Regions from separate parts of the Anas platyrhynchos genome. Here regions 1 and 3 are each linked to region 2. The links are chromatin contacts, called in public Hi-C maps. All regions are on one chromosome and are shown on one strand. Each heading gives the region's core, a stretch centred on a gene start, on an enhancer-like site or on the middle of the called end of the contact. The rest is flanking DNA. Distances are from core to core; before and after follow the strand shown.

Evidence for each region. Hi-C and Micro-C count contacts between places; a contact is called where the count stands out from the background.
Region 1: a Hi-C map of liver shows a contact between it and region 2, with 1.9 times the contacts expected there. The contact joins the promoter of ADAMTSL3 here to the enhancer-like site in region 2. A contact is called at or near these places in 2 of 8 Hi-C or Micro-C datasets (liver and subcutaneous adipose tissue).
Region 3: a Hi-C map of liver shows a contact between it and region 2, with 2.3 times the contacts expected there. The contact joins the promoter of SH3GL3 here to the enhancer-like site in region 2. A contact is called at or near these places in 2 of 8 Hi-C or Micro-C datasets (liver and subcutaneous adipose tissue).

The regions. Positions count from the first base shown.
Region 1 is chr11:15,461,953-15,465,431 of IASCAAS_PekinDuck_T2T, reverse strand. It overlaps ADAMTSL3 (ADAMTS like 3), which reads right to left and starts at 1,480. Exons shown (of 31, transcript XM_027466441.3): 1 at 1,268-1,480.
Region 2 is chr11:15,622,953-15,626,492 of IASCAAS_PekinDuck_T2T, reverse strand. It overlaps ADAMTSL3 (ADAMTS like 3), which reads right to left. Exons shown (of 31, transcript XM_027466441.3): 21 at 1-948. Among named protein-coding and RNA genes, the nearest start is that of EFL1, 39 kb to the left of the region's middle. Within about 2 kb of position 1,837, at least 2 of the 8 cell types and tissues checked have an H3K27ac peak or open chromatin away from gene starts, as enhancers often do.
Region 3 is chr11:15,375,484-15,378,936 of IASCAAS_PekinDuck_T2T, reverse strand. It overlaps SH3GL3 (SH3 domain containing GRB2 like 3, endophilin A3), which reads right to left and starts at 1,379. Exons shown (of 10, transcript XM_072043449.1): 1 at 1,247-1,379.

The DNA of each region.
Region 1 (3,479 bases), core at 231-2,730, 160 kb after region 2:
AGAAAACCTCTCTTCTAAAAGATCAAGTGTCCCAAATGAAAACCAGCTCTCGCACCTGTCAACTAAACGTAATTGAGTCTCCTTACAGGAGTGTTTAATCACTTCCTTCTTAAAAAATAAATAAATAAATAAAATAAATAAATAAAAATTAAAAAAAAAGGGGGAAAGGAACACACCCTCTCCCCACCCACCCTCAGCCCTTAGCGCTCCTGGATGCTCCGGTCATTCACAAGTCCCAGGCTGCTGTGCCAGCTAAGAAGGAAGGCTGATCCCCTCGCCAGGCGCTGCCGGGATCCAGCAGCTTCTGCTATCGGCAGGTGCCGTGCCTGGGCTCACCCAGCGGGCGAGCGGTTCCGCTTTCCCCGGGGCTCGGCACGGAGCCCCTCCAGGCCGGTCTGCGCCCTGCAGGGCGCTGCTGCCCGCCCGGGCTGGGGGCAGCTGCCCGGAGAGCCCCGGGAGGCTGCGGCTGCAGCCATGGCCCAGCCCGGCACCCCGCGGCTCTCACCCACCTGGTGCGGAGCCCGGCTCGGCTCAGCGGGGCCGGAGGGGAGGCAGGGAGCAGCTCGGGCTCCGCCGGCGCCTCCTTCCCTCCCGCAGGGCACGGAGAGCCTGGCCCGTCACGGCACCGGCGATCCAGCATCCTGCATCACGGAGAGCCCCTCCCTCGCGGCAGGCTCCAGCCCACCGCCGCCCGTTAGCCAAGGTCCTACAGGCTGCTGGCAGCCGGCCTGGACCCCCCTCCCTCCCTTTCCCTCTCCCCGGTCCCCCCCTTCCCAGCCCGGCCCCGGTCGGAGGCTCCCGGGCGCCTCCACCTGCGGTGCGGGGCCATGGCCCTGCCCGGCGCCCCCAGCGCCGCCGCGGCTCCGCTCCCCCCCGCTGCCCCCGGGCAGAGCGAGCGGGCGCCCGGCCAGAGGGGCCCGGCTCCCCGCCGGCTGCCGAGGGCTGGCGGGGCTCCGGAGCCGGCAGCCGAGAGCCCGGGGCCGAGCCGTTCGTCTTCCCCCCGAGGGGCGAAAGCTACCGTGAAGGCAGCCCCCCAAGCCTGCCGCGGAGCGGCTTCCAAAACCGCAAGCATCCCGTGTCTCATCTCCAAGCTGCTCTCGCAGTCCAGCTGCAAATCTGCTCGCACACCGAGGAGGTCTTTAATCACGCTGCCCTCTGCGATATTTTTAGGTTTCCTACTGTAAATCTGACAAGCACGCCTCGTCCGACAGCTCTGCTCGCGGTCTCCCTCTCAGCTGCTGGGCAGTACCTCCGTAAAATCCTCTACCTTTCGCTACGGCTCCCACTGATGTCCCAAGCTTCCGTCGAGCCTGCTAAGAGCAACGCACAGAAAAAGGGCTGTTATCCCTGCCACCGAAGTTAAAAATACGCTCCAGTGAACTAAACATAACCGATGAAGAGTTTGTTCAAATATGTTGCACTGGAAACTTTTCCAATGTGTTTAGGTTTCTCACTAGCGAGGGAAGGCGCCTCCTCCATCGTTAGGAACAGAGTGCCCTCTGCTGAAACTAGGCTGGGAGGAAAGCAGCCAAAGGGGAGATGCCAAAAGCAACCAGAGGGATCCATTTCAGCTGTTAGTTACTTAATCAACCGCACGGTCCTTGAATTATGACTTCAATTATACCCATGCCATTTGTTATCTTAAAAAAAAAAAAAAAAAAAAAAGTGAGAGAGAAAGATATCCTGGTGCAGACAGCACATGTATCCGACCTGATCACAAACGATTTAGGCAGAATTTAGCCATTAGATCTCCTGATGCAGAAAGCCAAGTTTCTCATCTCAAAACTACGGCCAGTAGTACTGCAAGAACAAAGATAGAAAGAAACTTGTTCACAACTACAGAATGAAACTGCTACAGAATGAGACCTGCCATCTAGTGAGGCAGGCACAGTTTGCACAAGCCTTATTCAGAATCACACTGCATTTAGGATTACTTAGCCCTCAACAATTGAGGGAGTCCTTTGGATCCCTGATATAAAAGCTACAGAATGGGCCATTAATTTGCTGACCAGGTGGGTATTTACACAAACAAACAAACAAACAAACCACTGTATTTCTAGCACTTGTGTTAGCCACAGATTACATTGAAAAGTTCAGTCCTGAGATTTTAATAGCATTTTCCAGATTTGAAGGCTGACTGGCATTTCTTTGTTTTTCTTTCAGTGCCATTCATCTTTGTGTTCTTTACTTTCTCAAGCCTACTAGGGAAAAACAACAACAAAGAAACACAAACCAAGAGCTTACTCCGAGACCTTCTCAGAAGGTTGCTCCTGCTCATCCTTCACATCAGTTCTGTGTGTATCCTTCAACACAAAAGATACTCAAGCATTACATATGCGGGTCTTAGAAACACTTGTTCACCCTCTGCAGTGAATTACAGAAGAGAAAAGTGGTGCAGTAGGAAGCAGACTATGTTAGACAACTCTTAGGACAGATTCACTGACTTAAGCAAGCCTACTGATGTATCCTACACACTAATTCCTTGCATGACCTTGAGCTTAGGTTATAGGCTCCATGTCTGAATTCACAGGGCATGTATGAAAACAGAGGTAAACACCTGCAGGCATTATCCCCCAGGATATTTTCAAAAAGCATTGTAATAAATAATGCAGGCACCTTGTGTTACCCTACCTAGTAAAACAGCAATCGGCAACATGTCTCACCCAAACTACAGCAGTGACAGCAGAGTTAATCCCATTCTCCCTCATCATTCATGGTTTTATTTTGCTTTTATTACACAGAAATCTTCCCTTTTGTGAGGAAAATGAGCACCCAAGAACTAACATCTTTTTATCGTAAGCCTGCTACTGTCAAATTACACAGTTTTGACAGCTTTTAACCAGGCATTTTCATCTACAGCTGATTTGTCCCCTCCTTTATGCAGTTTCTTTAATTTCTTCACCTCGGCCTCATCCCACACCCCTGTCACTTTACTGTTCTCACTAAGCTTCCAGTGAGCATGAAAGCTTTGAGATTTTGACTCCTGAAGATCTCCATTATCCCTTCTGCTGAGCCAAGCAAATGCCGAATGAAAGTCAGAGGTCCAGGCAAGATGTGTTTGACAAAACCACTTCAAAGTTCACAGCACTTGCAGTTCCACAGCAGACTCCTGCAATGCACGTCCTAAACTTAAAGGCCACAAACTTACAGGGTCTAGAAGCCTATCTTCCATCCCTGGAAAAGTTTGTCAGGAATCTTACAAAAACTAATTGACCATTCAAGCATAAAAGAAATCACCATTTCTAAGGAGACATTTAAGTTCCCTTCTGATCACTCTGTCTATAATCTGTACGGATTATAAACTCTTCAAGAAAATTATTCTGTCTTTCTTTTTTTTTTTTTTTTTACACTGTTTGCACAACCCCTTGTCCAGTGTCAAAATCCTTTAGATATTGCCTTATTAGCAATTTTACCACACATTCTTCTGATTCCCATTCACGCCACATTTGGCAAAGTTGGTATAAGATTTTTGAACAGGA
Region 2 (3,540 bases), core at 588-3,087:
TTACTGTTTTGTTAAAGGAAACTCCAGGAATTTCCCTTTGCCTCATAATAACTGGAACCTTCTGGTCCAACATTAATTTATCAACAGCTTTTGTGCTAAAATGTTCAGATTTGTTTGGTGATTTGCCTGTGAATTTTGAGGCAAATTTCTCATCCTGGGCCCCCTTCCATTTTTCAGTGGTTGGTTGTGGAAGCCTAGATAATTCAGCAATTAATTGATAAATGACCTGGGATGCCAAGTCATCATTGACTTCTCCAGTTTCAATGAGCTGACTCATGTTGCTTATTAGTTCTTCAAACTGCACGGTATCCATGCTGTAGGCACCTTGGAGAACTGCTGCCTCCACTCGTTTATTCTTGAATTCTCGAGAGCTAAATTCTTCTGCTGAATTACTCCCAAAGGTTTCAAGATTTCTCAGAAATGGTTGATCATTTACTTGCCTGTCACCCAGATAGAGCTCATTCTTCTTACTCCACATTTGCCACATTTTGCTCATTTTATGCCATTTGGCACCAAAGCTGTTGGCCTCGTTGTGATCTACATTAGCAGTTTCACTGGCATGTTTTCTAAGATTTGGTGGTTCTATCAGTCTGTTATCAGTACCAATGAGTTTGAGTACAAATGTTTCGTGCACAGAGCCTGCAATACACCGGTACACACCGATATCAGTTGCTTCAAGACAATGTATTTTCAGTGACCCTGACTTGGTGATGCCAAGTCTTTTAGAGTTTTGTAAATGTTGTCCATCTTTCTCCCATCGGATAAGTGATTTCTGGAATCTTCGTACAGGGCACTTAATTACAACAGATGTTTTTGGAAGTAAGTATGCTCGGCTTCCTATGGTAAAATTGATGCGCTTCTCTTGTCTGGTCTGAATATAGACTCGGTGTATACTGAGAATCTGAGGTCCATGAGCAGAATACTTTTCTGGAAGCTTTGGTTTAATCTCTGAAAGAAAACTAAGTGTTGAAAAGTATCTAATCATTGGCACTCATGCTTACAAAATCTGCTTTTCACAGAATGCTTGACGGAATTTTTCCTGACTTTGTTCAAGTCAGATTGCAAAATGTTGAGCTTTTATCTAAGTCACAAAAATGCAAGAAAATGAACAACATGAAACCATAACATTCCCCTGCTCCAGCCAAGAATTCTATTACTTCTTCCCCAAAACTCCCAACAATGAGAAGATACCGACTATGTATACTTATATGAAGGACATAGATGGTGCACACATACCTAAATGTATACTGAGATATATTATATATTATTTTATATTATATACATAATCCTATTATGGTTATGTTTCCTATTGCTGCCTCAGAAAGGCTAGGCATGAAGGGAATGGAAAAAGTGAATCAAAAATTTGAACACATTATTACTTTCCCTACATTAGAGAACTGTCAAGTGTGGAACGACCTAAATAAAACAAAATCCATCTGAAAAGCAAGACTCCCCTTGACTGTTATTTAAATTGTTGGCTGGCCTTGCTTGTTGTCTGCCTGACTGAAGCCAAACAGCGACATAGGAGGTGAAAGAAGCAGTCAATGAAGACACAGTACATGTAACAAGCAGAGCCACCCTGTAATCACTGACTGAGGGTAATTTCTTCAGGTTGAAAGATGAGGTGTTCACAGCGCTATGCCAAGAATGAAGAGAGGGAAGTGAGGAAAGAGAAAAGTCAAAACTTGGAGAGGCCAAACACAGTCATCAGATGAATTGACAAAAGCAGACAATACTGCATAAAGCTTCATGCAGACAGGGTACAGAGACACTGGGTATTACAAAGCTCCTCCTGCATCCTACTGCAGACAGCTGGATGTAGAAAGGTTTCCAGGGTGCTGCTTAAATGCTACCACCACAAGCAGGCTTTCCCAGAAGTGGCCGGGTAGGCACACAGGAGGCAACAGCAGAATGACTGCAATGTTTCAGATACCACTGTGTTGACTCACTGCTGGCAAGTACTGTGCCCTGCTTTGATCAGGAGAACTAATCTGACTGAAAAAGCACTAGGTAGGTGAGAAACAAAGCAATCTAGGAGGGGAGCAAGGGCATGCACCCCCTGAGCTCATTCCATGCACAATGAAACTGGCCAGCTGGGAAGAGTCGGGAAACACTCTACACTGGTGCTAGAAAACAATTCAATCGTATTTGGTGACCCAGCCTTTTGGTATTTGACAGAAAAACACTGAGCCTGCAGAATGAGTTGATGAGCCAGAAAATGGACACAAATAAAAATGCTCCTCAATTGCCTGAATTTGAAATCATTACTACTATTCCACTTGGTAGGTACAGAAATAAAATGACAACCACATTGATGGCACACAAACGATATTTGAAAAACTGCATGCTTCTTAATATACATATGCTTCAAATATGCTGTGAAGAAATAGGTGAAAAGCTAAATGTTTCAAGCATTCAATAAGTGTGTACACTATATGAACTACACCCTAGAGTGCATTCTTATGCTTATAAAACAAAATGGTTATTTTCAATGTTTTGGGTAATGAGTTCAGACCAGTGGGGATATCATGGTTTCATAATTACTCAGCTTTTATATCAGTTTTTGTTATCCAGATACATGGTTCCCTCAACCATTTCACATAGTACAACAAATAAATTGCTTTAGGCACTTAGTTTACTAAAATTATTAAACTAGTGTCCTGTTTTTAATAAGTTATTGGGCCCCAAATATTTATTTTTAGGGAAATGTTCCAATATTAAATCTTCGATTTCCAAAATCCAACTTACAGACACAGTAAGTGTAACTTTAAACACACAAATTAAAATACTTCAGGCTGTGCTCTGTTTACACTAGTTATTCCAACATGGAATTAAATCCAGTGCACACTTATAAATATGTTAACAAGTCTCATCCATTTCTTCTTTTTTTAAAAAAAAAAGAAAGAAAGAAAGACCACTAACTCTCATTAGCAGTTCAACACTAAAGGGTGTGTATATTTTTACTGGTGACTGGTGAGCAAGATTAGGAGTGAAACAAAGTTCAGAGCTGTGGATGGCAGGCCATATAAATATATAAAGTCATATAAATATATAAGGCCACATAAGTGTTTCTAGATCCTTAGTATCATCCAGTCTTGCAGCTGCTGAGGTAATGGACTGTTTGGGAGAGTTTTTTCTACGAGGTAAATCTCACTTAATGATTAGATTGTACTGGAGCCATTGGACCTCATTATCACCTGGTACAAATCCATCTGAGTCTATGACCTCTAATGGTCCTGTGCAGCTTTAGCTGGGCGTCAGGTCCTGGTGACCTCAGGGGTAGATGGGTGTTATTTCCTTTTTCTCAGAGTCAGGAATGTTCTGACTTAATAGGTCCAATATTAAGTAGAAAACTGCTTCAATTACTAGTCCCAAGGTAAAAGATGAAGTATAAAAAGCCCCAGCATTGTCACGAGACAACGAAAATGAAGGAACTCATCTGAGCCGCAGATGAGAACCAAGAACCCCTAAGAGCATGCATGCCATGCATCACACTAAGGTCTGCTTCACTCTTCATTGCTAGCCATCTGCCACCTGAGG
Region 3 (3,453 bases), core at 130-2,629, 250 kb after region 2:
CTTTCAGTGTAATTTAATAGGTCTTTTGGGATCTGCCATGTTTGAACATCTGGGAATCATCACATGTTGTCTGTTGATCAATGAGGCAACAGGAAAGGCATGATGTGTCACAGATGTTAAATATGGCAATACTCCATAGACCGACTGGATCACAAATGGGAATGATCAGACTTTGAAAAATCTGATTAAGATTCATTGACTGGATAAAATTCAATTTTTTTCTCAAATTTCCTAACTGTTCAGATAACAATGGGTAATATAGTGGTCAAAGAATTGCTGGAAAGTGGCTTATTTGGAGGAAAAAAATGACATAGCTGAAGATGAGGACTTTTACTGTCAAATATCTTACAGGAAGATGAATACAACTTGCCAGGTCCCTGCTGTCTCATCATGAAGATTAATGTCTACTACTGGATAACTCTACCACTCCTTGTATTACAAAGAATACATAAATCAAATGTATTGTGTTAATTTAAGCATCATAGTTAATTGAGTAACTGCCACTATACTAAGAAACCTATTTCTCCCCCTTCACAATCAAAGAAGAAATAGCAGATACTAATTCCTTTAACTGTTAACCATGAATGCCACCTTCTGGTCTTGCACAGAAGTGCCCTTTGACAGGAAGAGGGGAAAAAAAGACTTTCACCCAGTAGTTAGCAGATAACCGTTTGAGTTAAATAGATGTTAAAAACGTGTGAAATACGGACATGACTCCTGACAGACTTCCTTGCTTGCTCGTTGAAATTTAAAGGAACTCAGATATTTACTTTTGTAAAGAAATTACGTAGTTTAAAAAATAAACACACTTGACATTGACTTTCTGTAGAAACAACCTGGAAACTGTCGTATTTCAAGGTAGCAGCTGAATCAATACCACGAATGAAATCCTGACCTCACTGAAGCTGACAGAACTTTTGCCACTGACTTCAATGGGGCCCAAAGTTTCAGCCTGTACTTTATGAAAGTTGCTCTTGTGTACTGATCTTTGAATTTTCAAAGGGTTTTAACAAAGCTAGGCACGTATATTCTCCTACAAATTCAGTGGAAATGGGATTTTAAAGAGGAAACTAAGAAGAGCTGCTCCCACAATGAGCTGTACATGAAGATGGTAAAAGTTTTCAGAGACTTCTCATTCCCCGTGATCAGACAAGAGTAGCTATTGCTTTTATTGCTTGAACTTCTCCAGCAATAGACTTACAGTTGTTTAGTGTTGCTAGTACAGGTAAAAGCATGTTATACGTACCAGAACATGTTCCTTGAAGCAATCATATTATCATGGTGTAATGGACTCCCAAATCAAAGCAAACTGGTTCTCCGGCTGCTAGGATGATATACAGACAGCAGGGGAAACAAGCCAGGGAATTTCTCTCACCTGGGGAAGCAAATAAGAAGCATTTCTCCGATGCATGAAGATGAATATTTGGGCAGACAGTAGCTGAAATCCCCTGCAGTAACAGATTGCTTTACATCTACTGCATTTAACTCATAACATTTTTTAACCTAGCTGTTCTAGCTCTGCAAGCTCTTTCAGACTCAAATTTTCAAGTCATAGTTAAAAATAATTTCAGTGGTCCCAATCCTGCACTTAGATACATCCGCAGGTAATCAGTCATCTCTTCTTAGGCTCCTTTTTGGTTCCGCTTAATGATTTCTTTACTGTGTCAAGCATAACGTGGCAGAGATTGTATGCAAAGTGACTAATCATTTAACCTTAATGTAGACACTAAACCACTTTTAATTTGCCTAATATGTGATTCTAATATTTTTTAATGTCAGATATGAAGTAATGTCAAGGATTCAGTAACATACATTGGAAGAGATTAAAAAATAGCATCAGCTATTATATGTTAGTAACTGATGCACTCACAGAAAAAATTTGGCTGACATGTTTGCTAAAATATTTCCTTACAATTAAAAATTTCTAACTCAATATGGGGGAAAACACAAGGGAAAAATGATGGATTCTATTATTTTTTTTTTTCCTTTTTAAAGTTATGTTAAATGTATTGGGTTTCTATATGCTGCAGATGTGTGGCTCTGTAATAAACAAAATTAGCATGAAGCTTTAATGTATATATATTTACAGTCTTCTTGGGAGGAAGAAAATAAAAGCTGTGGATTAAATCCATCTTAAACTATAGCTCTGCTCTTCTTACAGCACCATACTTGCACGTTCTTCCTGATAGGTCAGCCTGCAAATATGACCCAGGTGTGACCCATTCCACCCTATCTGTGGAAAATAGGTACCCACTTACTCAGTCCTGTTATACAAGTGTCTACAGAGTTTGTTATTTTTCTCAGCTACTATCTGAGAAATCTGTTAGAAGCCATTTATAATTTTGACATGTATACTAAATTTTGACATATATACTGGGTAATGGGAAGCACATTTGTGAATTTCACTCTTTTTTTCTTTTTTCTTTTTTTTTTTTTTTCCTTCAACTCCTTTAAATTTGACCTAAAACTTTACAGGGCTGCTAAGATTCTTAAAGTATTATACCTTTCCTTTAACCAGAGTGATTACCATCAGGGTGCAACAGCGTGTGCTGGAGGAGTTTGTTGGTTTTTTAAGGTAAGAAGGGGTTGAGGAGAGAAGTGGTCAAGGCAAAGAGAGAGAAATGAGGTATAAACTGTTCCAACACCCATCCAGTGTTAGTGATACTATCTCCAATCTGTAGATGGCAGTGATCTTCCACTACCTGCTTCAGGAGAAAAGGGGGTGGTGGGGAAATCCTTAAATTAAAACCACTATGCAAAACAGATGTGGGGAAAATTAGTTGTGAGGTTAACTTAATGCTGTATACAGATCTTTTTTTACACTAAAACCTACTTCAAGAATATAAGATAATATACCACTTATTTCCTTCACCTAAGAAGAAAATACTTCATGCCACTTAGAAGCTATAAATTTTTGTCTCAAAGGATTCTGATGACAAATTCCAGAGTACCGTCTTTTGGAAGTTATCTGTGATCAAATCCCAGAGCTGGCATTCTGGATTCTTGCACATACCTTTGATATATTTCATTATTTTAAACATGTTTATTCAAATAATAACTTGATTTTTCCTCCCATACCCCTCTAGGTACTTAGCTACCTCCCTCATCGGTTGTTCAGCAGGTCTGTATCACCTTATTAATTTTTAGCTGCTTTTCTCCTGACACTTGCGTTAGTTTTCACTTTCATTCAAATAAAATGCCGTAGACAGAGTGTGTAAGGCTGTCAGGGCATACTTCAACAAAGGGTGCGATGCTGAAATCAAAGAAAGCACATCTATTAATTTCAGTGGACTTGTAATATTGCCTCCCCAAAACTACTTTGCTTGGTGACTGGCAGAGAGAATTTTCAAAGTATAACATGAAATCTCATCTTCCCCTTTTGTGAAGATTTTCAGTTGTGGTTTGTTGTTTGTTTGTTTTTTGTTTGTTTGTTTGTTTGTTACCTTGCTTTTT